Linked DNA regions of Sus scrofa: all the other regions are linked to region 6. The links are chromatin contacts, called in public Hi-C maps. All regions are on one chromosome and are shown on one strand. The core of a region is the stretch at or near the end of the contact, and the rest is flanking DNA. Distances in the headings are between cores, read along the strand shown.

Evidence for each region. Hi-C and Micro-C count contacts between places; a contact is called where the count stands out from the background.
Region 1: a contact with region 6 is called in a Hi-C map of liver, with 6 times the contacts expected there. The contact joins the enhancer-like site here to the promoter of TRIB2 in region 6. A contact is called at or near these places in 1 of 5 promoter capture datasets (liver), 6 of 47 Hi-C or Micro-C datasets (alveolar macrophages, embryonic fibroblasts, fibroblasts and 2 more) and 1 of 2 datasets of contacts at active chromatin or transcription factors (skeletal muscle).
Region 2: a contact with region 6 is called in a Hi-C map of liver, with 4 times the contacts expected there. The contact joins the enhancer-like site here to the promoter of TRIB2 in region 6. A contact is called at or near these places in 1 of 5 promoter capture datasets (liver), 18 of 47 Hi-C or Micro-C datasets (alveolar macrophages, embryonic fibroblasts, fetal heart ventricle and 10 more) and 1 of 2 datasets of contacts at active chromatin or transcription factors (skeletal muscle).
Region 3: a Hi-C map of embryonic fibroblasts shows a contact between it and region 6, with 2.3 times the contacts expected there. The contact joins the enhancer-like site here to the promoter of TRIB2 in region 6. A contact is called at or near these places in 1 of 5 promoter capture datasets (liver), 4 of 47 Hi-C or Micro-C datasets (alveolar macrophages, embryonic fibroblasts, fibroblasts and 1 more) and 1 of 2 datasets of contacts at active chromatin or transcription factors (skeletal muscle).
Region 4: a Hi-C map of retroperitoneal adipose tissue shows a contact between it and region 6, with 1.9 times the contacts expected there. The contact joins the enhancer-like site here to the promoter of TRIB2 in region 6. A contact is called at or near these places in 17 of 47 Hi-C or Micro-C datasets (alveolar macrophages, brain, embryonic fibroblasts and 11 more) and 1 of 2 datasets of contacts at active chromatin or transcription factors (skeletal muscle).
Region 5: a contact with region 6 is called in a Hi-C map of retroperitoneal adipose tissue, with 2.4 times the contacts expected there. The contact joins the enhancer-like site here to the promoter of TRIB2 in region 6. A contact is called at or near these places in 4 of 47 Hi-C or Micro-C datasets (embryonic fibroblasts, heart right ventricle and retroperitoneal adipose tissue) and 1 of 2 datasets of contacts at active chromatin or transcription factors (skeletal muscle).

The regions. Positions count from the first base shown.
Region 1 is chr3:124,400,526-124,404,232 of Sscrofa11.1, forward strand. No RefSeq gene overlaps it. Among named protein-coding and RNA genes, the nearest start is that of TRIB2, 210 kb to the left of the region's middle. Within about 2 kb of position 1,821, at least 9 of the 83 cell types and tissues checked have an H3K27ac peak or open chromatin away from gene starts, as enhancers often do. A contact at or near this core is called in liver and omental adipose tissue, where this site is marked.
Region 2 is chr3:123,954,440-123,958,175 of Sscrofa11.1, forward strand. No RefSeq gene overlaps it. Among named protein-coding and RNA genes, the nearest start is that of TRIB2, 240 kb to the right of the region's middle. Within about 2 kb of position 1,857, at least 14 of the 83 cell types and tissues checked have an H3K27ac peak or open chromatin away from gene starts, as enhancers often do. A contact at or near this core is called in embryonic fibroblasts, liver, mesenteric adipose tissue and 1 more, where this site is marked.
Region 3 is chr3:124,362,762-124,366,572 of Sscrofa11.1, forward strand. No RefSeq gene overlaps it. Among named protein-coding and RNA genes, the nearest start is that of TRIB2, 170 kb to the left of the region's middle. Within about 2 kb of position 1,425, at least 2 of the 83 cell types and tissues checked have an H3K27ac peak or open chromatin away from gene starts, as enhancers often do. A contact at or near this core is called in embryonic fibroblasts, where this site is marked.
Region 4 is chr3:124,003,786-124,007,477 of Sscrofa11.1, forward strand. No RefSeq gene overlaps it. Among named protein-coding and RNA genes, the nearest start is that of TRIB2, 190 kb to the right of the region's middle. Within about 2 kb of position 2,231, at least 6 of the 83 cell types and tissues checked have an H3K27ac peak or open chromatin away from gene starts, as enhancers often do. A contact at or near this core is called in retroperitoneal adipose tissue, where this site is marked.
Region 5 is chr3:124,341,173-124,345,243 of Sscrofa11.1, forward strand. No RefSeq gene overlaps it. Among named protein-coding and RNA genes, the nearest start is that of TRIB2, 150 kb to the left of the region's middle. Within about 2 kb of position 1,694, at least 8 of the 83 cell types and tissues checked have an H3K27ac peak or open chromatin away from gene starts, as enhancers often do. A contact at or near this core is called in retroperitoneal adipose tissue, where this site is marked.
Region 6 is chr3:124,193,999-124,197,718 of Sscrofa11.1, forward strand. TRIB2 (tribbles homolog 2) reads right to left here and starts at 2,255. Exons shown (of 4, transcript XM_021087824.1): 1 at 2,142-2,255; 2 at 588-1,539. The coding sequence starts at 857.

The DNA of each region.
Region 1 (3,707 bases), core at 571-3,070, 210 kb after region 6:
ACATTATGACCTGTGGGTAAAAAAGTTCCAAGCCCAAGATCTATAGACTCAAAAAAGCTGTTGCTCTTTACTCTCCTGCAGTCTCCTTTGGGGTCCAGCCAGGCAGACCTCCTCCTCTGTCCTTTGTTCTGTGGCCGCAGGCACCAGAGATTGCTTTCCTAGCCTTTTTGCCTAAAGTCCCCTCTCCCAAACTATGTTATGAATGAGCCCCTCTCCCTGGAGATCCTCTTCCTTTCTGCACGCAAAGACAAGGGACTCTTCTTTTTCAGGATTTTGCTGCCATCCACTTTGATGACAAGCTAGTGGTGACAAAAATAGCCAAGATGAAGAGTCAGTCAGCAGGAGGGCAGTGTCCTTGAAGCCCTCTTGAGCTGTGATCAGGGACACCTATCCTCTGTTCCTAGAACCTTCTGACTAGAAGGTGACTGCAGCAAAGTTGTTTCTCCATCTTTGGTCCAGGTGGTGTTCTCATCGAAACTGCTGCAGGGGGTGAGGGGAGGGGCTTGAGACAGGGAAGGGGAGGGCCACTCCTCCTTAGTGGCTCCTTCTTCTGCCAAGAAAATCCAGTTTGGATGGATTCTCTCGTTGTTCATTTTCTCCAGGGGTCGCTTGTACTTGGGACATTCTGGAGGCGGAGACTCAGTACCTGATAGCCCTGAGCCACTCCTGTCTGGGTGCTCTGTTCACACCTTCACACACCCGATGACGTATCACTCAGTCAGACTAAAGGGGAGAACAACGCCTTTGACATAGTGAAATTCTTCACCTTAGAGTTTTGTTTTATACTTTGTGAGTATTTTCCTCCTGGTTTTAAATTTGGAGGGATCATTTTGGAAAAGATATTTTTAAAAATAGAGGAAGCTCCCAATCCCTCCTTGCTGTACAGTGGGAAAATAAAATGAAATATAAATAATAATAATAATAATAACATTTAAAAAAATAGAGGAAGCAAGAGTAGCAGGGAAATAATTACTTGTAAGCCCCCATGCAGAGATAGACTAAGTCCTGTTACTATACTGAGCGTTTCATCCTAATATTTTTTTACTCTTGTCTCTCTCTGTGTAGGTGAGGTCATAGTGCTCGCACGCGGGTGTGTGTGTGTGCGTGTGTGCACACGCCCTTCAGTGTCCCTCTTTCCTCAGCCAGCATACACTATTAATATTGCCCTTATCATAAAAGACAAGGAAAGACTGAGAAATTTCTACTTGGAAGAGATTAAGGAAAAAATAACAGTTTTATGCAAAATAGGATTCTGGATAGGATCCTGGAACAGAATAGGTTCATTCATGGACAAACAAATGGAATTCAATTAAACTCTAGTTTGGAAACATTAACTTCCTGGATTTGGTCATTGTTAATTGTACCAGGATTACATAAGACGTAAACGTTAGGGGACATGGGTTGACAGGTAGGAGGGAACTCGCTGTACTCTTTGTAAAGTTTCTGTAAGACTACAATGAGTTCAAAACAGCAAGTTTTAAACTTTTCTCCTGGTATGACAACATATTTATCGCAGCTATAATTTGTCTCTATTTTTTCAAGTGCTGTGGGAAGTGGGCTATGCGACGCTTCTTACGACCCTTTCACAATTTTGAGAACATTCTTGGGAGAAAACCCCAGAATAAAGTTACTGTCTCAACGGAATAAATGAATAAGCATCTGCCCTAAATAATTACCTTACTTGTATCAGAACGATCCTTTCAATAACAACTGCACCTGAAATCTTCAGGTTCAATTTTCAAAGTCCAATAAGAGTTTTCCTCCACTGTTTCCGGACACACAATTACTGAGCTAACTTTGAGTTTAAAGGTCCATCCAGCCTTCAGAGTATTGCCATTGTTGGAATGGTATCAAAGACTCTCAGTTTCTAGGTGATATCATGTTTATTTTAATGGGAGATTCATCTCAGGTTTATTTGCTCAATAACACTATTTAAAACAAAATATGCACCTATCTCTGGACTCACTTCAGGAATAAAAGACACCACTCTGGAGAAACATTCCAGTTGGGTTCTACCCTGAGCCTTCAGGCCTATCCCAGCCACAATAAACCCCACATCTTGCAGGAAAATGTGTCATTTGTATGGCATTTGCCCTTTGCGAATACATGTTTGTGTGTTTCTTGTGCCAAAGACATTTGAGAGTGTAATAGAGGGTGCGCTGTGTGAGGAAACAGGCTGGTGGCTGCGGGATGTGCTTCAATTCCTTGTGGAAGCTTCCAGGCTGGGAATTGCCTCAGTTGCTCACCTTGATCTCAGGACAAAAGCATCCATTTTATTCAAGGTGCCAATGTCAAATCCACACAAAATATCAGGTCCTTCGTCTAATTGAACACCCACTTTTCTTGCATCACATGTGTAATTATGCACCATGACAGTCTCTCACATTCACATAAGATTTTAAATGGGACAAACCCACATGCCCACCAGGTCACTAAGCCTTAACCTCCTCCTTCGTGTTCCATCCCCTTTCACCTCCCCCTCTCCTCTCAGAACACATTACAGAACAACGTGGAGTATTGCCATATTTTAGGGATTGAGGAAATGGAAGCTTGTAGAGGGTAATGACCCTCCAAGGTTAGAGACAAACCAAGTCGAGGAACACTTGTGCAAATAGTGTGAGTGTTTTGCTTTTAGAAACATGGCTCAGATTCCCTCGGACAGTGCCTGGCTCATAGTAGACCATCAGATGCAAGCCTGGCTCTGGCACAGGGATTCCTGGGATCTCTCGGTTTAGAAGAATCTCTCCTTTTTCCCTGTCCCTTGATACTTTCCACTCACAGATGCCTGGTTCCATGAACTTCTGCCTTGGGGTGCGTTGTGATCTGCTTTTACAGGAATCACTTTAAAAATGCACTTGGCTCCCTTGTATACTGAGCACCGTGAAGGGCAGGGTCCAAGTATGACTCTCCTATGTACCTATGGACCACATCCCCTATGAGCACCCACACTGGGATGCCATGATGTCCAATGGTGGGTGGGGAATGGCACTGATTATGGTGAGAAATTGAAGGGTGGAGAAGGTTGAGAGTTAAAAGGGAAAATACAAGGTAGTGACCCCATTGCCTGCCAGGCTGTGGCCCCAGCACTTTATAGCTATTCTCCATTAATTTCTGACCTAACTATGATCACCCCATCTTCAAGATGAAGCAAATCACACTGAGACAGAGCAGGTCATTTCTCCAAGGTCACCTAACTGGGAAGTCCCAACGCTGAGATTTGAATCTCGACTAGGCAATTCCATAATGGGTCCTCTTTGTCTAAAAGATAACCCTGTCTGAGTTGGCAGTGTTATGAGGAATTTAGTTTCTTGAGGATCAAGGGCTAATCCCACTTATATTTATCACATGAGTATAATACAGCAAGTACCTGAGAAAGAAATAGGATGGGAAATTTTCTACATGTATTTTATACACTCAAGGAACATCAAGAGTCTATTTTCGTTGGCTTTCTACATTTTTTCTTCAAACTGAGAACAGCTGGCTATTTTCCACTTGCATATAAATGGATGTCTAAATTGCAAAGGTGCCTAGAGCTCAGACTTACTTAACTTTCAGTTTAGGTATCCACCCTGTGTTGCACAATCATCAAATGGGATATGATGCAATTTTTTTAAACAGACTTTGCAAAACAAGTATTGAGTAACTCGAAGCTCTCTTTTTCCTTGTATGTGCCTAGCAACCTTGCAGGTCTGTTGGACAGAAAAATT
Region 2 (3,736 bases), core at 607-3,106, 240 kb before region 6:
GAACTCACTGAGCTTGGCTCACCACCAAATTTCTCTCATCCAAAGCAATGACGCTGAAGAGTTATAAATACCATGCACCTATATCATGAAGCGTAACACATCCTAGGAAAAGTTTTACGTTTAAGTCACCTTTGCAAAATGTTGGGAGTTAGCTAAGATTACAAACGTTCAATTCAGACCCCAGTTGCTAGAGAAAAAAACACATGTTTATATGGCAGCTGGGGGCAAAGCATCTGTGTGCACAGTTTTATCTGCTCCGGGGTCACTCTGTCTTTGACTCTGGTTTACAACTTACACCAGTCTCTGTAAGAGAAATCAGGTCCCACCCGCAGTTTTCTAGCTTAATGAGATAAAAACCCTGATGATCAGTGCATGAATGTAAAACTAAGATAAACTGGTATCTGCTACTGATAAATATTTAACAGATGTGGTCCAGATCCCTCTGCCAGCTGGAGGAGGGAAAAACGTTCTATTTCACAGTTCAAATATAATTATTGGCCACATTTCTCCAAGCAAAGACAGTGACATTGGCTCACTCCCCAGGAGAATTTTCCTCTGATCTTGGCATTAGGATTTGGTTTTCTTTAACAGATTGCAGCAATATACCCTTTGCTTGACCCACTTTCTTCATTCACAAGATACCTGGAGCCAAAGTCATGCATGGGAAACAGAAAGGGAAGAGCACAAGCTGTGTTTCTGTACCTGCCAAAGGGTTGCAGAGAAACGCACGTACTCCAGGCCCCACTGAATGCACCTGTCCATCAGTTTGGTCTGGCAAAGGATCATTTGATCCAAGCAGCTCATTCAGGACTTAGCAGCACTTCTACCCAGACCCACTAATCACTTTTTTGGGACAGCTTCACAGACAGTCATTATTATTCCAAGTCTTTTGCCCTTTGCACTCTTTAAACAGATTGTGTGCAAAGGCTTTTCCTAAACATCACCACTGAGACTCCTTCCAGTAACGAGTGACTCATCCCGTGGATCCCCAAGCAGCTGTTGTGTAATGGGAGCAGGATGTTTTGCCCATGTTCCTTGACCTGACCATGTTGACCCCCGAGGATGTTTTGGTCCAGGAAGGCATAGTCCAGAGCTTAGGTGGGTAACACACCCCAACAGGGTTCATTTCCCATTTCTACTCTGCTTGTGCAATCCCTTTTCCAAACACTGTTACCAGAATAATATTTTTTTTCTAAAACGCTAGTCTGACCATGTCATTCCTCTGCTTAAAAGCCATCAATCATGGACTTCCTGTCACCAACAAAAAAGCAGCACCACATTCTGATCCTACTTGACCTGCCTTTTCTCATCTTCAGCTCTCTCTTTGCATAATCACCCCTGGCCCCCACACTCATCCTGCCTGCATTACACATGAATGTATGCTATTTTTCTTGCCCAAGGCCCGAGGTCCAGAGTTACTTTCAAGTCTCATTCCTCATACAAAGCCTCTTTCAAGATCCACGTTAAGTATCTCTGCATCCAGGAAGCATTTTCTGCCAACTCCGGGCCTTGAACACCCCCTGCTTCTAAACACATGGCACATCTATTCTATCTCAGTCATTATAGATGTTTTCTTACTATTAAATTTATAGTTTTATTCTTGAGTGCATAGCTGTCTCACCAATTACTGAGAGTCAAGCTTATGTTTTATTTTCGTTTTGTAGATTGTGAGGGCAATGCAGTTGGGAACCTACATGCCATGTGGATGCTGAGGGCAGGAGGAACATATCAGACTTCCTCCTTCATCACTGAGTGGCTGTCTCAGAGCTGCAGAGCCCACCAAAGAGGACAGAAAACCTTGTCAGATAGAGAAGGACTATCTAGCCTACAGGGTACTGGTTTACTCTCCAGCTAGGCGCTCTAAATCTTGGAGGATGTGACGCCCAGCCCTGAGACCTACCATGCAGCCAGAGCTTGTTGGTTTGGTTTAAGGAACCCTATGGAAAGAGGAGAGCTAGGTTGGAACATACAACTGATCCCACGGGTATCCCCCATGGAATCTGTGTTTTTAAGGACCGAGTTTAATGGGGTACTAACTCATAGAATACACATATGATGATTTTATTAAAAGCATTATGAATAATCTTATCTCATTCAAACATCACCAAATCCATGATCAGGAGAGTCAGCTGTAAAACACAATTATTTACTGAGTGCTTGCACTGTGCCTGGGGACACAGAGGGAGGGCACTACTGTTTTTGCTCTTGAGGAATGCCCTGTGAACATCTTAGAGGTAGAACAGCTGAAGCGCACCGGCCAAACCGTCCAGTCCAGCGCTTGGCCTGGACTCCAGTACAGGCCTTGGATTCCTATCGGCGCAGCCCTCTTTCCACTCTTTATGCTGCTCTATGGCTTATGTTCAGGGAGTGACTGCTCTTCCTGGGTTTCTTTAATCTTGTCTGGATGGCTGGGAAGCTTAGGAGGAAGATGCAATAGAGAACAAATGTGTGGTTGCCAAGGGGGAGGGAACGGGATGGACTGGGAGCTTGGGGTTAAGGGGGAGGGAGCAGGATGGACTGGGAGCTTGGGGTTAATAGATGCAGACTCATACACTGAGAATGGAGAGATAGTGAGGCCCTGATTATATAGCATAGGGAACTATACCCAATCTCCTGGGATAGACCATGATGGAAATGAGTACTTTTTATGCACATATATAGATCAGCTCAGAGCCCATCATATGTATGTATACACATACATGACTGAATCATTTTGCTGTATGTCAGAACTCGGTACAACAGTGTCAATTGAATATACTCAAATAAAAAGTAAATAAATAATAATTTAAAAGGTAAGAAAGATAGCAATGTGAGGGAATACGTCCTATTTTCTATATGATTCAGAGGAGACAGGGGAACAACTTTTTTGTGTTAGGCAGAAACCCTGTGATAAAAGAAGCTTCCCAGGGAGTTCCCTTTGTGGCTCAGTGGTTAACGAACCCGACTAGGATCCATGAGGATACGGGTTCAAACCCTGGCCTCGTTCAGTGGGTTAAGGATCCAGTGTTGCCATGAGCTGTGGTGCAGGTCGCAGATGTTGCTCGGATCCCGTGTTGCTGTGGCTGTGGCGTAGACTGGCAGCTGTAGCTCTGATTCAACCCCAAGCCTGAGAACTTCCATATGCCGAGGTTGGGCCCTAAAAAAGCAGCTCCCAAAGACAGGTCCTGGTCACAGAGGAGCTGGATAATACCCCTTCCCCATCCCCCCACCCACTCCACCCACGCCCACTTCAAAATGCTTCTTTCCACTGACACCCATGATCAGTAAGACCTCACAGTTTCCCTGGGATGTGGGCCAATTTGATTAGCTCCTTTTTCCAAGCTTAGAAGCTGCTGTGTACTAATCCCTTTAACCTCTGCAAAGCCAGGAAAAACGTGACAGCAAAAGCAATATTAGTACTTGCAGACTCTTTCCGTTTTTCAGATTTTGAGAATTTATTATATATTTACAAAGAAGAAAAAAAAAAAAAAAAGCTCTTGTCACTTACGGTCACTGTTATCCTGATCAGCTCGGAGCCCTAAGGGGCTCATTCCCCAGTCCCGATAGAAACTAGAGAATCCTTAGGAAAATGGCCTTTGACTTCATGGCAACATCTCAGACGCTCTTCCTACTCTGCTGTCCCGTTCTTAGCCCTCGTGTTTTGATCTTGCATATCCTTAAGAATCTCTCTGCCTTTTTAAAGCTGGTTTGATGTGTCTTCCCAGCCACTTTTGATCAACACGCTGCTGGGATCAGC
Region 3 (3,811 bases), core at 175-2,674, 170 kb after region 6:
TTCCATAGGGTGCGGGTGTGGCCCTAAAAAGACACACCCCCCCCCAAAAAAAAGGAAAAAAGGAAAAAAAGAAAGAAATAGGAAAGAAAACTAATAAAAACAAAACAGAATAAAAGTGTAAGAGACAGGTGGGGTGTGTGCAGACCTTTTCACATACGTGTAATTGGAGATCTAGAAGGATAAGAGGCATTGGACCAGAGAAATAGTCAGTCAATGGCCAAGAATTTCCCAAAATTGATGAAAAACATCAATCCTAATAATTAAGAAACGCAATGAACCTCAAGCAAGATAAATACAAAGAAAATAAATACCTAGCATTTCATATAGAATAAAAATATCCTTTAAACATACAGATGAAATAAAGAGGTTTTCTGATATACTAGAGCAAAGGCGATCTATCACCTGGAAGAAGGAAAATAGTTCCTAATAAAAACATGAAAATGTTTGCGGGAGTGAAGAACACTGTAGAGAGTAGATGTGGAGGTAGATGAATCAATATTGACAGTAAAAAATGCAGGGGCTGGACCGTCCTGGAAATTTAAATGAAAAGGCCTAATAGTCAATCATGTATGAGGCAGGAGTGGAGAGGAAGTCGGGGAGCTGGAGGTTTCCAGCGGTACCGTGGGTATAGTAAATGCAGTCATTTGCATTAGACTGTAATATGGTGAGATGCATGGTGCGATACCTAGAATAGTCACTAAAAGAGCAGTAAGAGAAGGTAGTTAGCAAGGTTACAGGATGAACAATGAAACGACGTATGAAAGTTAGGTGGGGTAAACTGTGGCTCAACAAAGACTTCTGTTTAGAAACGAGATTATGAAATTCACATGCTGCTAAAAGGACTAGCACACATGAAGAAAGAAATTCACAGAATTGTGTAAATTTACATACATTGATGAAAACAACAGGCATAGAAAATCAACTGGCCCCAATAGATATTCCATTAAGCAAAATGCTTCTCATTTCAATGACCTGGGATAACCCTACGGTTCAGGCTGAAGATGCCATTGCTCTTAAGGCAAGGATTATTTATTTCAGCTCTAATTAGAAAGGTCAGATCCCAGCCAGAATAAAACCCATATTGCTCTAAAAACAAGCTGAAAAGTGAAAAACAGAACCCGTGAAAAATTCACGAGGTGAAAAATTAGGTATGGGAATATGGGAGAATGTGTCCAGATCTGAAAACGGATGGTCTTAACTAATTTTTCTTCTTCTTTCATCTCTGGAAATTCCTCACCTGGCTCATAAATTCACTGATGACTCAGTGAGGTTGAGAACATGAAATCCTCTAAGGTCAGAGTCATGGTTTCCTTTCAGGCTCATTTAGCCTTTCATTGCAAAACCAATGCATCTACTAACCACAGGGACATGGTTGGTGCACTCTGGAGACAAAAAGCTCTGTGTCATTGCTTCTGAGAGACAGGCCATGGACCAGGAGGCACCGTTAAAGTGGGAGGGTGCAGGATGATGAAGTACCCCTTCTGTGGCTTCTAAGGCGTGCTCCTCCGGCAGGAAGCCTTGGTCTTCCCACAAGACCATATCTCTACATCTCCTTGGCCAGCAGTCAGGGGCAGACTCTCTGGAAATTAGTACAATATATACTGATCAATGATTTAAAAGGCACCAGAAGGACCCCCTCACCACCATAATAAAATGTCACAAATCCTCTCCATTGCCACTCCATGAACTCATACTCTCTCAAGGTTTTAGATGAATGTAACTTGCAAACTTATTCTCAGGGTAGGCAGTGTAATTAGAACCTCTGCAAAATAAGAACAGCCTGCCGGGGAGTTCGATGAAGCACAGCTCCTCTGGAATGAAATTGGACAGGCAGCATATCTTCATGTCTTCCCGCCAAATGGATTCTGGTCAGGGCACCACGTGCTGGTGTTCCCCCAGCTTCTTTGAGGCATATTCTATCCCATGCACTGGGCTGTGCTTGTCTGTTTATTTGCCTCCTTTATAAGATCATGAACCCCTTGAAGGCAGTGATTTGATACACATCTCTGAGTAGGTAGGCTCAGGACCTGACAATAGATGAGTACTTTGAAAATGGCCTAGGGAATGAGGGAGAGAAAGGAAACTTTGGATGGATGGCTAAGTGCTCTTGGTTAACGTCCCAATATAGAATTTTTCACTTCTTTTTTAGGTCAAGAGGGAAGCAAGAAGAGATGAGCACAGGATCAGAAAGCAACTTTAGAAAACCAATGTTTAAATGAGATAGAACTCAGCCCCTCCTCCCCTAATGCGATAAGACAAGAATTTGAAGTTCTTCATATGCCATTCAAATTTTTGCAGCCTGGGCACAAATTATGAATTCAAAAGGTCTCCTACCATTCCCCACCATCATACCCCTAAAGAAACATGGAGGTTAAAATTCTCATTATCATCCCGCCCTTGTGACGGGTACAACATTTTGCTTCTGCCTATAATGTGTTCTCATTGAGAATCATTATTTATCCTTCAACTTTTATGTAGAAAATTGCTTCCACCTTGAAAGCTTCCCCAGGCACAATTAGTTTCATTCTCCCTGTACTCACATTAGTCTTTATGTCCACATTTATCACAATACTTGTCAACCTCATTTTTAATCCCTTACCTTCCTAGCTTGATTACTAGACAGTATGTGAACTCTTCTACCACAAATTCTGGTTTTTACTTATTTCCAGATCTCCAGTGTCCAGAATTTTGGTAGCCTCTAACACAAAACAGGCCCTTGGTCAAATGCTGATGAAATAAATATTTAACAGAGATGATCGTGGGCAGATTCCTATAAAGGTGCCAGAGTAATCTGAGTGAGGACACTGAATAACAAGAGTGGTATTGGGCTCCGTTGCAGTGAGATGGAGCTAACCCTTCTATGGGGCAAGAAGTGTCTCCAGAAATTGCAAGCTACCAAAGACAGTAATAAGCAAGGTTAGCAGGAGAGGCAGAAGAGCAAAGAAGCTTGGTTCACCACCTTAAAGGTGATACTTAAGACATATTCGTGCATGCAGTCCTGAAAAGGACCTTGCACTCATCATTAAAATAATAGTGTTGGAATCCCAGCTCAGGTCACTCCCTGGAATACTGGCCAATCAAGATGATTATGACAGACACTCAAACATTCCGTAAAATCACCAAAACCAATTTGTTCTTCCTCCTGAGCACACCGAGAAGTTTCTCGTCCCAACCTCTTTACACCCGGTATGACTAGATACCTGGATTCTGGCTGATGGACTCTTGAGCAGAAGCTGTATTTTCTGCTTTCAGACATGGGCCATTAAAATCTCTCTTGATGGGGGTTAGTAGGTGAAAACTGTGACATTTAGAATGGATAAGCAGTGAGGTCCTACTGTACAGCACAGGGAACTATATCCCATCTCTTGGGATAGAACATGGTGGAAGATAAAATGAGGAATATATATGTGACTGGGTCACTTCGCTGTATAGCAGAAATTGGCACCACATAGTAAGTCAACTATAAGTAAAAATACAAAAATAAATTAAAAGAAAAACCTCTTCTGGGATCCTCCACATGCTATTTTGTGCTTCATCTTCTAGACAGGGATGACAAGCGATTTCAAAGCCTGGAGAACTATAGACCCTTAGAGGGAAGGAATGCATTGAGAATCCATGTATGAACCCACGTCGGACTAGGGTTAGAATGATAGACGTCACATCTCAGTGGTTTCACGAGCTTAAGGTTTCCTCATACAGCAACTAGCCCACCACCTTGAAAAAGACAGTACTTCATCTTGTCCCTTGTCTGACATATGGAGACCCTAATTCCTGCACTGCCTTCAGGATAAAGTTTTATCAACTGTAACAT
Region 4 (3,692 bases), core at 981-3,480, 190 kb before region 6:
TGTTTTTTTTGTTTTGTTTTGTTTTGTTTTTCCTTTGGTGGGGCAATTACGCTAAGCTGAATAGAATTTAACAGGTTGACATCTGGAAAGTTCGATAAGCTAATATTATCATGGGTTAAATTTTCATGGGTTCACAGAAGAAACATGGCCATTCTCTAAGTCCTTCTCCAATGTCACCTCATCATTGGAATTAATCAGTACTTGTGATCTGCACACAGAAGAGTGTAATTCTGACTTTGAGATAGGAATAATCAGCTTTCAAAAACCTAAGTTCACCACTTACAAGCTTTTTTTAAACTTGGATAATTTGAATAATCTCATCTCACTTTAGTTTCCTCAAATCTGAAATGTGAATGAGTGTAGTCACCAGGTCGGGTCCTTGTGAAGAGATGGTGAGATGATGATTACAGACCAGATAGTTATTACTGAGTGCCTGATACCCTGCAGGGCGGGTGCTCCCTGAGTTATAGTTCTTGTATTCATCAGTAGTGAGCTGCTGTAGTATTGTCTTTTGGTCTTTCCCATGGTTCTTCTGTAAGTCTATCCTAATATTCTCAAGTGCCTAGCACAGTGCCTGGTACCTACCAGGTGCTTGGAAATGCCTAGTTCAATTCATGCATGGAAGAGTAAAATAAATGTTACTAAAATTAAATGTTCGGCTCATGAGGCAATGCAGACTGCAGTAACACAGGACAGCCACAAGATGTCAATATAAAAAGGAAAGCTCTGCATTTCAGGAATATTCTGGATAATTTGTCTCTTCCCTCTCCTAGAACTCCAGGGAAAAGACACCATTGCGATACTATGATGGCAGAAAGCAAACTGTTTAGAACTTCCCTCTTATTTCACTGTGTAGATCAATGCCTTAAAAACACAACTCCTGATTTTCAGAGCAAAATATTTGTGCTGAGCTAGTAGACCTAAACATAGACCCTGGAGACCTCACTTGGGGACAGTTTTATTTGTGCAGCCCTTTTCCTATCCCTGCCTTAAATCTGCATCTCTGGGCCTGGTAGAGAGGCAACATGATGGAACAGAAGAAAAGGCGGAGTCAAAGATTCTGACTCCACTGCTTACCATTGATGTGTCTATGCAAGTTTCCCAACCTTTCTGAACTTCATTTTGCCATGTGAAAAAAGGAAGAAAACAAAGATATAGAGATGACAGATGGGTGTTGCAAACATAGAGATTTCAACTGAACAGCAATCTCCAAAGACTAGTTCCCAGAGGATCCTGGAATCAAAAAGAAGAATCTTCTTTGCAGTTCTGGAAGGATTTGGGCACTGAGCCCACAGCTACTTGGCCTGGAGAATCCCATCTCTAACAGATCAACAAATTCTCTGAATAAGGCTTAGCTGGATGTGGCCCCCAACAGGAACTTTCCCTTTCAAAAAACACACTCTGTTGAGCACAAGAAAAAAAAAAGGCTCTTCACCAGACTCTAGAAAAGGGTGTGGATGTCATTGTCTCCCCGGCTTCCTGTGGTCGCCATAAAATCTCCAAGCAGAGTATTCTGGGCTCATAAAAACGTCCACAGCCCGTTTCTCATCTGCTTTAATGATGTTTCCTAATGGCTGACATTGACATTGGTGTCTTTTCTCTGGGGAAATGGTTGGGAGCCTGGCTTTCCCCTTCCCCAAAATAGCTGGTGCAAATGGCCCAGGAGCTGGAATGCAGAGCAACGATTTTTCTCTTCCCACGAAGAGATATATCCTCCAAAATATGGGACCTCTGCCTTATTTCCTGAGGCAACAGGCTGAGAGGTCCCATTGCCACCAGAAGGCAGTCACGCCCCCGCTGAAGGAGCCCGGCCCAATCATGTTGACCAGGAGCCCTGGACAGAGAATCAAGCAATCGATGACGGGAAAAAAAAAAAAACAAAAAACCTTAGTATTGATTATCTGTGAAAGATGTTTTATGAGCTACATTTTGTAAATAAGGAGATCTTATTTAGAAAAGGAAGCACATTATTCTGTTCCAAGTATGTGTTCACTTCACTTGATCAGGTCACTTCAAAGAAGCTAAGAGGAAAACCATTCCTGGGCATGAATAGCTCCGGGGATAAATACAAGCCTTGTACCCAGGACGGTGATGAGAAGGCGGTGTGTTGAGGTCCCGGGGAAGAGGGCGCCCTGAGAATGTAGACGTGGGAGGTGTGAACTGGGACTGGGAGCCACGTGGAGGCTGGTTGGAGCAGGACCCTCCTTTGCCATCACTCACTGACCACCCATCTCAGGCCACATGGGCGGGGCCTCCCGGAGGTGGGCAGTGCCTAAGGAGGGCTCAGCCTTATCCCGGGCCTGGGGAGATGAGGATGAATAATGTTCGATATTGTTCTCCAAGTGCTCACACATTAGAGGGGGAGGAAAAAGCATAAAGGCTGAGTACACACTGGGGGAGAAGTGAAGACAGTGCTCCAGGGTGGGCGGAGTAGGATGCTCATTCCCAGTCTCTGCTGGCCACCAGAACGTTCTCTTCTGAGTCACCATTTGATAAGGAGCCCGTCACTGCTCCCTTTCGGGGTCCAGTTTGGTTTTATAAAACAGAAGTGTTTCTTCTGATGGCCCTGACTTGTTTGAACTTCAGCGGTTGGAGAAGACCCGCTGGCACATCATAAAGACCCAAGTTCAGGAGCTCCCACTGCGGCACAGTGTGTTAAGAATCTGAGTGCAAGAGTTCCGGTTGTGGCGCAGTGGAAACAAATCGGACTAGCATCCATGAGGATGCAGGTTCGATCCCTGGCCTTGCTCAGCGAGTCGGGGATCTGGCGTTGCGGTGAGCTGTGGGGTAGGTCGCAGATGCAGCTTGGATCCCGAGTTGCTGTGGTGTGGTGTAGGCCAGAAGCTGTAGCTCTGATTCGACCCCTAGCCTGGCAACTTCCATATGCCGCAAGTGCGGCCCTTAAAAAAAAGAAAAGAATACTGTACAGTAGAAAATTGAAAGAACACTGTAAACCAACTATAATAGAAAAAATAAAAGTCATTAAAAAAAAAAAAAAAGAAAAGAAGAACCTGAGTGCAGCAGCTCCGTGGACGCAGAGGTGCAGGTTCGATCCCCAGCACAGCACAGTGGGTTAAAGGATCTGGCAGTTGCTGCAGCTTTGGCGTAGGTCATCACAGCTGGGTTTGGATTCAGTCCCTGGCCCAGGAACTTCCATATGCCGTGGGGTGGGGAAAAAAAAAAAAAGTTTGCCACAACAACAACAAAAGACCAAAGTTTAAATAAATCGTGACTCCTCCCCTTAGATCTTCAGTTTCCTAAACCCTAAAAATAAGACAAACAATGCATCGCTTAGTTTTTTGCCTTTGTTGGTCAAAGGGAATTAACAGAACGGATCCGTGGTTAGTGCAGAGTAGAAACCCCATGCACATGCGCAGGGTAACCCTCTCTTGCTCTTCCCTACGCCCCTGGCTCCATCTAGCCCTGCACGTGTGTTGTTATTTAAATAATGCTGCTAATAATAAAACAAAACACCACTATTCACCCTCTTCTGGGTAATGGCTGTGTCGTTCTTCCACAATCATAGCGTTTGATTTTACTGCCGCCTTCTCTGTTGGGAAGGATGCCTGTTTATCTGCTCTGGCCTTGGGTTCACTCCTCCCAGCCCCCAGGAAATGACTTTCGGGAGCCAGGGTAGGAGGGGGTGGGTGTGAAGAAGCTTAACCTGCAGGTGGAAAGCCCAGCCACTCACT
Region 5 (4,071 bases), core at 444-2,943, 150 kb after region 6:
ATAAAAAAATCCTCTGTACCCCTATCACCTTCAATAGATGATATGTTTGCACAACTTCCTTTTGCCTCTTACCCACAATTGTTTTTCCATACAGTGATTATAGCACACACATCATTTTTGCCCCTTGCTTTTTACTTCTTTATTTCGCCTAATCAACAATGTTACTCGTTGCTATGGTGTTTCCACAATGTTCATTTTAATAGCTACATAATATTTTATTCAGGGAACACACCATAAATTATTGAACCTTTTCTCTGTCTTCTTAGTTACGTTCCCACTTGGTGATAAAATATTCATGTAAATATATACAATAATTCATTCCGTTTTTATCCTGCCTTTTGGTGCTTGGTGTATGTTTATTTCCTCTTACAGTTTGAGAGAATTTGGAAGGTAAGTCTACCATTTTTAATAGGATGCTCATGGTTATCTTAAGACCTTCTGCAAACATTCCGAATCCTGTGATCTATTTATATCCGTATAGCCAAACACGCCAACTCTGGGCTCCCTTTTATGGATTTTTGTGCACTTCAGCTTTCCTCCCTGTCTTCTCTTCCCATTCTCCACCAGTTTAGCTGGGGATGGCAGGGAGGGGGGTCTAACATCTCTCCTTCGAAACAAAAACAAAATGACCAAAGCTTGCTTCTTACGATTTGTTTCTAACCCAACAATGAAATGAGTTAAATTGCCAGTGCTTTCCTTCTCTGTTCCTCACTAAGCTTCTTTTCTTGCTGTAATAATTGTCCAGCTCATCCTTTTCCCTTTAAACGTAGGGCTTTATTTCAGCCCTCATATAAGTATGCTTCTCAGCTATGTTCTCTTCTGTCGTCCTCATTAATGGCTGTGGGGACACGGGAGCTTCTGACAGGATAAAGCTCAGAGACCAGCATGGAAGGTAATTACCTTGGAGCCTCCTTCCTTCCTTACTGCTGTTAAATGAACCTATTGACAACACCGAGTTGAACCTTCTCTTTTAAAGACATGCATGCCTGCATTCAGTGCAAACCCCTCACTTCTAGCTTCATTTCATTTTACTCTTAATAATATTACTTTTTCAAGGTCTGGATTTAATATCTTCTTATTGGACGTTATTTATTTTATAGGCTGCCTCAACTTGCTTTTTGAAAGAAAATGAAAGATACAGGAATGAATTTCTACACGATTGAATGCACATAGATTTGAAAGTAAAACCTGTGTATATGTATATATATAAAGAATACTCTGAGATGCCACAACGTCACTTCGAAAACCATTTGGGCAGAGGGCCATAGTAATTATCACTCATGAGACTCAAACTCCAGTCCATGATAGACTGATTGGATCTTTTTTTTTTTAATTTTTTTTATTAGGGCCACACCCACAGCACATGGAAATTCCCAGGCTAGGGGTCCAATCAGAGCTACAGCTGCAGGCCTACACCACAGCCACAGCAACACGAGATCTGAGCTGTATCTGTGACGTACACCACAGCTCACAGCAACACTGGGCTCTTAACCCACCGAGCAGGGCCAGGGGTTGGATCCATGTCCTCCCCCTAGATACGAGTTGGATTTGTTACTATTGAACCACAGCAGGCACTCCTGATGGGACCATTTTTGATACTCACTCTCAGGCAAAGGGACTCCCTGGTGAGGCTCTGATAGCCCGTCCCTGGAATCACTACTGAAAATCTATCCTAAACTCCAAGTGCGTGCTGCATGCAGAACTGTGACACTCCTCAGGCCTTCTGCCTCGAAGAAGAGGATTTCTTCTCATTTGGACAGCAGAGATTGCCTAAATCTTTACTAAACCCACTTCCTCTTCCCTCTGAGCTCACAGCAGGGAGGCCTTTCTGGTCCCCAGGACTCTCCTGCCTATAATTGCCTTTGTTCCTTCCGTCTTTTTCAGCTTCATGCAGATGGCTCTTGTAATTGTTTTGGAAAACATGTATTGAAGATAGCAGAGCCACAGCATGGAAGCAGACCAGGTTTCAGAAAGTCTTCCCTACTAATGAGGAACATAAATTTGGGGATTTATGTGAGGAAAAAATAAACTTCTGTCATATTGCTTGCCTTTATATCTTTTTTCATGTGTTTGTTACAAAGAGTGCTACTCTAATAAAATACACTATCAACACAAGAGCTTAAAGGAGTCTCTTCATGAATCTTAGATCACTTATTATCATTGTTGTTCAAATCCAGCCCACCCTTTGGTGTGAGAAGCCGTGTAAATGCCTTTTAGAACATAAAGTACAGGATGTGATCTCTTATTTTAGGTTCTAGCAATAATCTCACTTTTTCTTTCTCTTCAGTGATTTTATAAGCTCTATTATAAAAAGTAAAGGTAAGAAGTCTCTAGAGTTTTTCCATGCCTTTCCATTTTCCCAGGAGCCCACTAAAGTAATCACTGAAAATACAAGACAATCCAATGAAATGACGTGATGCTTTCCATGAACTCAGGGAACCAATGACAACAGAATTTTATGTAATATTTGCAAGCAAATGAATGCTTGCCAGAGACAGAACAATGCATTTTAATTGAATTATTGCATTGACCAGGCATCCTATTTTCTTTCCGGTTTTCATTGCGTCTCTCTGGCAAGTTCAGCCAAAGCACTTTCTTTTTCTTTTTTTTTTTTTTTTTAAAGTAACAAGTCTGGCTTTTAAAAATGTGTATTTCTAGCTTGACATAGCATGACTTTTTCTTTCATTTGTCATTTATAAATGTAGCAGTTTATTTTCTTTGGAATCCCCATACAAATCCTCGCGGGTTTTTTGGCCGGGGCTGGTGGTGTGAGTGCACACACGTGCTCACATGTGCATCTCTGCAGAGGGATTCCGTGTGTGCTGCTTTCCCCACTAAGGGAGGAGAGTGGTTGATGGGAGTTGATGAGGTGTGTGTTTTTCTCTGGGTTACCAACCACCAAAAGATGCTGGGAGAAGAGAGCCAGTGAATTTGTGGGTTTTGAGCTATTGGGTATTCAGGACGTAGGTGTTTTTTTTTGGGTTTTTGTTGTTGTTGTTTTAATTTAAAGTTTAATAAATCCCAGCTGACACTAAGTCCTTTTTTGTAAAGCATGTTTATGAGATATGAGTCAGTGATGACCTATCCTTAAGCTATTCCAGTGAAAGGAAAGCCTCTCGGGCAAGCGGCTGTTGGTTTTGGGGGAAGCTTGGCCAAACATGTTGCTCTAGCCTGTGGGGTGGGTTCCTTCTTCACTTCAGTGAGCCCAGGACATCCTCAGAGCAAGTTCCAAGGAGTACTTTTTTTTCTATTAGAAGGTGAAGTCAGAGACTGATTTTGTTTGTCCAGCATCATTCTGACCCTCCAAGGTGTCAAAGCAAGGACTTGGCTCAGAACGATCCCCTTGAGAGTGAAGCAAGCTCAACAGTCAGTGTATCTTTGTGTAGGTGTTTGTTTGTTTGTTTTTATTTGCTTTTTAGGGCCATACTCGTAGCACACGGAGGCTCCCAGGCAAGGGGTCTAATCCAAGGTAGAGCTGCCGGCCTACACCATAGCCACAGCCATGCCAGATCTGAGCCACATCTGCGACCTACACCGCAGTTCATGGCAAAGCCAGATTCTTCTTTTTTTTTCTAGAGTAGCTCCTGTGACATATGGAGGTTCCCAAGCTAGGGGTCAAATCGGAGCTGTAGCCACTGGCCTACGCCACAGCCACAGCAACACGGGATCTGAGCCATGTCTGTGACCTACACCACAGCTCACAGCAAAGCCAGATCCTTAACCCACTGAGCAAGGCCAAGGATCGAACCTGCAACCTCATGGTTCCTAGTTGGATTCGTTTCTGCTGCGCCACGACAGGAACTCTTGTTTGTTTGTTTTTTAATTTGAAGCATTTGAAAGTCTTTCCTGAAAGTTGTCCTATGTCTTGAAGGACAGTGCCTTTGCAAAAGATCAAAGACACTTTCCTTGTACCGCCATTGAATTCCTGCCATGGATATCTGCCCTCATCAGACTTCTCTCCTTCCTTTGCCAACAAAGGGGGTGCTGTGGAAGTTCCCATTGTGGCTCAGTGGTAACGAGCCCAACTAATATCCGTAAGGATGTGGGTTTGATCTCTGGCCTCGCTCAGTG
Region 6 (3,720 bases), core at 1,005-3,504:
AAAGAAGCTCTTTGTAAACTCCCTCCCCGCGCTGGGCCCCTGGGCTCAGCAGGAGGGGACACCTTTGTGTGTCTTGTTTAAAGGGCACCTACGGAACAAAGGTTCAACACCTGCACGCTGCTAAGAACAATGGCTGCGAAAAGAACCGAGTCATCAGTGCCTTAAAATGAGCGGGGGATTCCCTGCTCCGCGTGGGAAGGGGAGGGGGCTAGACCCAGGGAGAAATCCCGGAGCCGCGGGACCTGGCTCGCGCAGACTAGCTCCACGAGCCTTTAGGAGCACGCGTGGCCGTGGCCCCCGCGCAATCCCGCCGTCCTCCCTGCCGCGGGCTCTCCCCCCAAACGCCCCCGCCGCTGGCTGCCCCATTGTCTGAATCGCTCTAAAAACTTCCCAACTAGTCGAACATGAACAAATAAATAAATAACCCCATTTAACGAGGGACCACGGATAATTATCCCACGAATCTCCCTCCCCCGAACTGCAGGGCTTGGCGATCTCCCGCCCCTTCCAAAAGGCCGGGGAAATCTTTTTTAAAGACAAAAAAAAAAAAAAAAAAAAAAAGCAAAAGCAAACCCCGGGCTCTTTACCTTGCACACCAGCTCCTCTCCAGTGTGCAGATGCACGGCACGAAAAACGTGGTCTCCCTCCAGAGGTTCCAACAATAAGTATTTCCCGATGCAAGAAACGCAATGCGACAAGTTCGGAGTCTCGGGCGGGCTCGGGGAGCCGAGGTTCGGGCTAAAACTCTGGCTGGGTTCGGCGGACCTTATAGACGACAACTCTTCGAAATCCTGGGTTTTGTTCCGCGATCTCCCATATCTTGCTATTGTGATGGGGGTAGACCTGTGTATGTTCATGAGTGTGGGGATCGCACTCGACAAACAAAAAAACCCGCTGGAGAGACGAGTCGCTGGCGAGTGCGGCTGCAGGCGCCTCCGTGCCACAGATTTTAAAAGGAAACGAGAGGGGAGGGGATGGGAAGGGGGCTACGTGGAGAAAGAGTTAGAAGCCCCCAGATGGGCGCCGCCGGGCACCTTGTCTGCTCCGAGCCCGGCTCCCGGGGGTCCTCGGTCGGAAGCAACTCGGGTCCTTTTGTTACCCCACAGCAGCTAGCGATTCGCAGAATCTTCGCACTTTTAGTTTCTCTCTCTTTCTCTTTTCCAACGTGGGTCTAGACCAGTAACCAGATTGCTAAGGTGGGGGAGCTGCAGCGCCGGGTCACCCGAAGCGATCCCCACGCAGGCTTCCGAGTCGCAAACCGGGCGGAGGAGCCCTGCTGTAGTTTGTGCAATCTTCGGGGAGCGCGCAGCGGCGGCTTGGTCTCAGCGCGTTAGAAACCAAACAAAAAGGAAATAAGCACGGGTACCGGCTCACGCCGCACCGCAAACAGAATCCGCGCTGCACCCCCTTTTTTGGTGGAAAGGGTGGGGGGCGTGGAAGGGGGGGTGCCGGAGAGGGTAGTTACCTACGTTTTAACTGTAGGTGGCGTCTGAGGCTTTTCCAAGATCTCAAGAGCTCTCCAAAATTTAAACAAACAGACTGGAAAAAAAAAAAAAAAATAGCAAGGGAGCATTTAACTTAGAGCGGTCAGCGCTGCCAACAAAAGATTGCAAAAGCTAGGCAAGGAGTTGCGGGCCGGGCGCAGGTACCGCAACAAAGCCCAGGGCTTGGCCCGCCGGGCGGAGGTCAGCACCGGCTCATGCTGTCGCTGCTCGCTCGCGCTCCAGATCGTCCTCCGAATAAAGCGAGAAGTGTACGCAGAGACGAGGGTGGATCAATGGTCTCCGATTTCCCCCGCACGAGCTTTCGGGGGTGGTGGGGGGGTGTCCTCCCGGCACTGGAAGGGGATGCACCCCCAGCCCAGTCAACTGGCGCCGTTCCTCTCTCGCTGGATCACTGGATCTTGCCTTAGAATAATGTGCCACCAGTCCGTCTCCCCCTACCCTCAACCCAAATTGCCTGGCGGGGTTTGTTTGGAGAAAACTGATGGCTTTTCCTCTTCTTAATTTTGGTCTTCCCCCTCCCGGAGGTAAGAGGAACGTGTATTTAAAATTCAAAGGGACGGCCGAAGGTGCCCGAGGCCAATCCCCGAGCTCAGCACGCCCGCATCTCTGGGCGAGACGGTATTAATAGTTACTTACGTGGCCGGGGATCTCGGAGCAAGCCGGGCCGTGTGTGCGCGTGTGTGCGCGCGCGCGCCTCGCTCGCGCTCGGTCTCCCCATTCAATGTCACCGACACATTTCTACAAAGCCTCCGCCCCCCCATCCCCGTCTCCCCCTGCGGCACCAGCGACTGGCTCAGCCCAGAGCCGGTCCCGCCCCGCCCCCGCCTGGGCCCCCCTCATTGAGCCGGGGGCCCATCAATCAACCTCACCGCTGCCAGTCCCTGGGCAGCTCCCGGCGCCCTCCGGCCGCTGCCACTACTGTGGCAGCTCCCGGCCCCCGGCTCGGGCGCTAGCTTTCCCACTCGGTGGCTCGGCCGGGGAGAGGTAAACAAAATGTAATATCCATCCGCCGCCCGGGGGTGGGGAGTGAGCGCACCCGCCGCTGGGAGGGAGGGTCCCCGCGCCGCCGCAGGCCTCCTCGGACTCCACGCCCTGCTGCAGGCGGCTGGGCAGGAGTCGCGGGACCACAAGTACCCAGGCAGCTCCAGCAGTGCCTAGTGTACTCCCTTCTCCCTAGTTCATCTTCCTGGAGCTTTTCCCCAGAAAGCCGGGCATCCTCCGAGCATCAGGACACCGCTGTTCAGATGGTGCCCCGAGCGATAAGCTTGCTCTGTTGAAAATGCGCTTGCATCCGTGGTGCTGCCTGGAGTTTTAAAAATTAGTTTCATTATCTTTTCCCAGCCATCTCCTCCCCATTAAAAAAGAAACAATTGCTGGCTTTTAGTTGGTGTCACCCTCCATTCCCCCCCCCCAAGAAAGCTTTGAGTATTTTTCAGCAGAAGAGCAGCCGAAGGCAACTTTTAACTCAGACCAAAAGACCCAGTGTAATCACTAATTCTTTGTCTCCCAAGACAGTGCCCAGAGGGCCCAGAGAAACAAACCTCAGCGCCCGCACCTCCTGCAAGGCTTCTGGCCGGAAGCCAGAGCCCTCTTCTCCTGGCGCCCCTCCCCCAACACACACGTGGACCACAAAGGCATTCAGTCCTGAGACTCAGCTGAGGGATGCCTTTTCATTCCAGTTATTCTCAGCTTCCCCAGGAGGGGCCAGGCCGCTGGCTTAGGCAGAAACCCACCACCCGAAAGGGGCTTGAATTCAGGCAGAGGCTTGGACCTCCAGACCTTCGCCAAGTGTATCCTGGTACATCAAGCCATCTGGTTGGGAAACAGACTTAAAAAATAGTCAAGGGCCTGGGAAAGGGGAGTTTGGAAGATTCTTGGAGGCCTCCGAGTTTTTACATGCGTGTTGGCCTATTATCTAGTTGGAGAGGGGAAGGGGACCATGTAATGTGCTGCCTACATTGGGACACTTTTGAGTCAAAAAGAGAGCTCTGAATAATTATGCCCACAGACCATATTTACAACTTACAATTATGCACAAACAAATCACTCCAGAGATGAGGAGCTCCTGGGAGATTGGCCAGAGAGGACACCACAAGGCCACAGGGTTTGAAAAGAAGCTCAAGAAGTGGCCCCAGGCCTCCTGGCACACCTCACGGTCCTCCTCCTGGCAAACCTGCCTAGGGCTCAGTCCCTGACCCTAGATGACTCATCTGTC